Linked DNA regions of Sus scrofa: region 2 is linked to region 1. Evidence: chromatin contacts called from public Hi-C data. All regions are on one chromosome and are shown on one strand. The core of a region is the stretch at or near the end of the contact, and the rest is flanking DNA. Distances in the headings are between cores, read along the strand shown.

What was found. Hi-C and Micro-C count contacts between places; a contact is called where the count stands out from the background.
Region 2: a Hi-C map of skeletal muscle shows a contact between it and region 1, with 4 times the contacts expected there. A contact is called at or near these places in 3 of 47 Hi-C or Micro-C datasets (heart right ventricle, psoas muscle and skeletal muscle).

Annotation. Positions count from the first base shown.
Region 1 is chr4:65,377,101-65,379,964 of Sscrofa11.1, forward strand. No RefSeq gene overlaps it. Among named protein-coding and RNA genes, the nearest start is that of SLCO5A1, 61 kb to the right of the region's middle.
Region 2 is chr4:65,542,567-65,545,430 of Sscrofa11.1, forward strand. All of the region lies in intron 5 of SLCO5A1 (solute carrier organic anion transporter family member 5A1), which reads left to right. Among named protein-coding and RNA genes, the nearest start is that of SLCO5A1, 100 kb to the left of the region's middle.

The DNA.
Region 1 (2,864 bases), core at 226-2,725:
TGAACCACTGTGGTGACAATGCTGGAACTTTAACCCACTGTGCCACAAAGGAACCCAAGAGGGCATTTTATTTGTTTTCTTTTTTTCTTTTTTAGGGTTACACCTGAAACATATGGGAGTTCTCAGGCTAGGGGTAAAATTGGAGCTGCAGCTGCTGGTCTATACCACAGCCACAGCCCTATCAGATCTGAGCCACATCTGTGACCCACACAGCAGCTTGTGGCAATGCTGGATCCTTAACTCACTGAGCAAGGCCAGGGATTAAACCCGCATCCTCATTGATACTAGTTGGATTTGTTACCTCTGAGCCACAACGGGAACTCCAAACTTTCCTTTTCTATCACCTACTTGTGCCTTGCTGATTTGCAGAATACAGTGATTTGTATTTTTGTCTAATCTCCACTTTCAGACTCTAAACTCATTGTGGACAGAGACTGGGTTTACACCTTCCAAGTCTCCACAGCATGTGGCATCTTGCTTGCTCATAAAAGACACTTAAATTGAGCTTATTGAGTGAATGTCTTAAGGTTCAGAATCAAACTATGATAGGACATACCAGGGAAAATTATTAATAAAATAGGTCTTAATTGCTGGAAATATTTTACCAATGTTTGCTGACTGTTTTAAGGGTTGCGGGAGCCCCACGAATTCCACTCCTCCCCCGTCTTTGTAAACACACTTTTCAATTCCTCCAGGTTACCCTAAGCGCCTTCTATACAGCAATTCTGACGGGCCACGAGTCTGTGCTCTGGATTTCCCCAAAAAGTAGAGCGCTTTGCTGTTCTTTCTACCTATGCCCTCGCGCCCTCTGCTGGAAATGCCTAGAAGTGATTCTCAAAACTGCTGGAACTGGCACTTTCTCCCGGATTTGCTGGGAAAGATGATCTTTCCCCCCCTTAATTTTGGGGAAAGATGAATAGTTTCACTTCTTTATTTTTCCTCATCTCTTTCCTCAGCCAGTACTGAACTCCTTCCTGGAGGCGAGCACTTCCGTTCGTGGAGTGGTCCTGAGTTTCCTCCAGCTGTTCTGTCCTTTTGCAGAGCCCAGCTCAGGGTTCCCATGGAGCGGAGCTCTCTGACCCGACTCGGGGTGAAATGACACCGGGCAGACCATCCCGCTCTTCGGAAGGGCACCTGGGAACTCTGAATTCACTGAACCCAAATCAATGTAGTGCATTCTAATCCACTTAAGAAGGCATTGCGTTTTCTAGCAGCCCCCAGGAAGGGGAACGTGTGGTGGGACAGAAGAAACGCGGTGGAGAAAAACGCAGGTTAGCCAACCACCAAGCTGTGCTAACATGTGCGAGGTGGGGTGTCAGACCTGCTTCTTAGCCACTGCATTGGCTGTGAGTGGAACTTGAGACCCTCTTTCGAACTGTTGAAAATACAAAGATCAAGTCTGCAAATGTTAAGGGTTTACTGTCACTGTATCTAAAAATAAACTGATGGAGTTCCCATAGTGGCGCGGAACCGAATCCGACTAGGAACCATAAGGTTTCGGGTTCCATTTCTGGCCTCGCTCAGTGGGTTAAGGATCCGGCGTTGCCGTGAGCTGTGGTGTAGGTCGCAGATGCGGCTCCGATAGGGTGTTGCTGTGGCTGTGGTGTAGGCTGGTGGCTACAGCTCCGATTGGACCCCTAGCCTGGGATCCTCCATATGCCTGTGGGTACGGCCCTAAAAAGGACAAAAAGACAAAAACAAACAAACAAACTGACAACTGAGGACAAGTAAAACCATTCCCTGGGCTGAAACCAAAGATAAATTTCTACTGTCTTGTAGACGACATCGTATTATGCCATGAACAACATCCTCAGCAACATTCTTGCAATAAATGTGAGTGCCCTATAGATATATCTATTAAGATTCCTTCACTATAGGCTGAGGGCTCACTACCAAAGCACAATTCATTAGAGGTAATTTGAGGATGGGTTAGGACAGTGTTTGGTATATAGGAAGAGTTGGGTCCAAAATACACACCAGGACGAAGAACATTCTGGCAAACTGGCAAGTCACTGGCATTTGCCTGAGTACATTTTCTTCCACAGAACACTTTCCAAGTTGGTTGTGGATACTATTTTCAGCTGTGGATTATCCTCTGTCGGAGCTGTTAAATGATCATGATTATTTCCTAATACTCAGCAAAAATCCCACCGCACCAAAGTTAAGGAACACAGACCCTTCCTGCCCTTGGGCAGAATGTTAGATTATTTAAAGTGAGATTTAGAAGGTGAAGAGAAGAACCCATGATCTGCAACACAGTGCAGAAGACCCGTTAGTCACTGCTTTAACAACTCCCAGCTATTGCATGACATCTCTTCTCTGTCAGTTTTCATCATTTGTGCTATTATATATTATATGACGGTGAGCAAAACACAGGGAAGGTCAAATTGATTTAGTCCAGACAAGGTCATTTGTCCAGGCTCATCTTTTCAAAAATTATCAGTGGCCAAGAGTTTTCTTATGGAATAGTAGGTGAAGAATCTGGCATTGTCAGGTTACTGCTGTGGTGTGTTTGATCCCTGGTCTGGTCTTTCTGTATGTGGCCAACAAATAAACAAACAAAAAAGAGTGATAGTTCTTTCCTCTTTATTATTATTATTTTTGGCTTTTTTTTTTTTTTTTAAGGCTGCACCTGCAGCATATGGAGATTCCCAGGCTAGGGGTCCAATTGGAGAGATAGCTGCCAGCCTACGCCACAGCCACAGCAACACCACATCCGAGCCGTGTCTGTGACCTACTCCACAGCTCATGACAATTCTGGATCCTTAACCCACTGAGCAAGGCCAGGGATCCAACCTGCAACCTCATGGTTCCTAGTCAGATTTGATTCCGCTGCACACAATGGGAACTTCTCTTTCCTCTTT
Region 2 (2,864 bases), core at 230-2,729, 170 kb after region 1:
CCATAAAATATTGTTTAAAAATGAAAGGAAACCTGAATAAATAAGAATATATTTCATGTTAGTGAATTGGAACACAGTGTTATTAAGATGGTCACACTCCCCAGACAGACTGGACACAATCCCTGTCAAAATTCCAGCTGGCTTCTTTGAATACTTAACAAGCTGATCCTACAATTCATTTAGAAATGCAAGTGATCCAGAATAGGCAAAACAATCTTGACAAAGAACAAAGTTGGAGCACCTAGACTTCTTGATTTCAAAACTTAATAAAAAGCAACAGTAATCAAGACAGTATGGTGCTGTCTTAAACTAGACATAAACATCGATGGAATAGAATTGGGAGTCCAGAAATAAACCCCTACATCTATGGTCAACTGATTTTTGGCAAGACCATCCAATGAGGAAAGAATAATTTTTGAAAAAAAAATGGCACTGGGGTAGCTGAATAGCTACATGCAAAAGAATGAAGGTGGACCCTTACCTTACTCTCAGAAGTAAACATAGAATGAATCTTTGTTGACCTCGAACTAGGTAATGCCACCAAAGAAAAAACAGACAAGTTGGATTTTATCAAAATCAAAAACTTGTATATGCCAAATAACACAATCAAAAAAGTTAAAAAAACTCCAGAGATTTGGAGAAGATATTTGCAAAACATATATCTGATAAGGGACTTTTCTATTATAAAATTCATATTCTACATGAAGAATTCTTAAAATGCAATAATAGAAAGAAAAATAAACTCATTTTAAAAATGGGCGAGGAGTTCCCGTCATGGCGCAGTGGTTAACGAATCTGACTAGGAACCATGAGGTTGCGGGTTGGGTCCCTGCCCTTGCTCAGTGGGTTAACGATCCGGCGTTGCCGTGAGCTGTGGTGTAGGTTGCAGACGCAGCTCCGATCTGGCGTTGCTGTGGCTCTGGCGTAGGCCAGTGGCTACAGCTCCGATTCGACCCCAGCCTGGGAACCTCCATATGCCGCGGGAGCGGCCCAAAGAAATAGCAAAAAGACAAAAAAAAAAAAAAAAAAAAAAAAAAAAAATGGGCGAAGTATCTGAATTGACATTTCTCCAAAGAAGATGTGTGCAAATGGCTACATGAACAGATGCTCAACCTCATTAGTTATCAGGGAAATACAAATCAAAACCACAATGAGATAACACTTTACACCCACTTGGATATCTGTAATCAAATATTATTTCTGGAAAAAGCAAATGCTTGTGAAGATGTGGAGCAATTGGAACCTTCCTGCTGGTAAGAATGTCAAATGGTGCAACTGCTTTGGAATAAACAGTTTGGCACTTCCTCAAGCAATTGCGATATGATCCAGAAATTCCATTTCTAGGCATTTATCCAAGAGAAATGAAAACATATGTCCACATAAAAACTTGTACGTGAATGTTCATAGCAACATTATTCATAACAGCCCAAAATAGAAACAAGTCCAGTGTCCATCAACTGATGAGTGGATAAATCAAATGTAGTCTGTTAGTACAATGGATTATTATTTGGCCATAAATAGGAATGAAGTCCTGTCACACACTGCAGCATGGATGAGCCTTGAAAATATGATGCGAAGTGATAGAAGCCAGCCAGACATATTTTATGACTCCATTTACATGCAATGTCTGGAACAGGCAAATCTATAGAGACTGAAAGTAGATTAGTGATTGTCTAGGGCTAAGCGAGGGGCGTGGAAGGAAATAGTGTGACAACTAATGGTACAAAGTTACTTTTTAGGGTCATGAAGATGTTCTCAAAATGACTGTAGCAGTGGTTGCACATCTCTGAATATACAAAAAACATTGAATGGTACACTTATTTAAGTAGGTGAAGTGTATGGTATGTGAATTATAGCTACCGATAAAAAAAGAAAGAAAGAAGAAACCCAGAACATTTAGATGAGCGAGCTGACGATCTTTATTAAAAGGCCGTTCTGGTCCTCCTGATTCACTTGGCAGAATTAATATGGTTTTTAATGAACCAAATGGCCACTTGGCCCCTTGTGGGGCAAATGCATTCTAACGAGTAGAGTCGAGGTGTGTAGAAATGTGTCAAAACAATTTTTTTTTTTTTTTTTTTTTGGATAACTAGAGTTTGAAAAATCTGCTTCCTTCTCTCAGGGGAAGGAAAACTTTGTCAGGTTTTGTGGCTCAGCTGTTCGAGGGCATATGATGATCAGCCCTCTCCATGGGAAAGCTCCAGAGCTGCTGGCTTTGGACCACAGTGGAAAGGGGAGAGGTTGAAAGCTGCTGGCAGAAAACGGATCTCACCCGAAGGGCCTCCCAAGAGGGTTTTGTATTTGGCACCAGCTTACCTGGCTTTGCCTCTCTGAATGGAAACTAACTACCACAACTTAATACCAAGGTCTTCCTTTGAGGCTTATTTTGATAACTGAAAAAGTTAATGAGATCCTGTTAGTCTCCTGTGAAATGGCCTCTGCAAGAGTCTCCCCCACTTCTTCGGCAATAGTTTGTTTAAAGCTTTGGCGGGTTCACCCTGAGTCTCTCAGAGCCACTGAAAAACAGAAGGAAACACTCCAATTTTTGTGCATTTCATCATTTCAAGTTATTTTTTGCCCTCTGTGGCTTCATCGCCCGGATGCAAAAAATTCTTTCAGGTTTTTTAAGCCCTAAAAGATGAAATATGAATTTGTTTGATTTTCGAATGCCTTTCATCACACAGCTTGGCATTGGATGGGATGTGTTATTGCAGCCAGAGCTTTGCAGAAACCTGAAATGAGAAGTGGTCTTGTTTTCTCTGTTGAATGAACCTTTTTATTACCTTTCCTTCAGGGCTCCCAAGACGTGAGTCCCAAAGATTGTGGTTCTCGTATTTCTCTTCTACTGCATGGTGCTTCCTGGT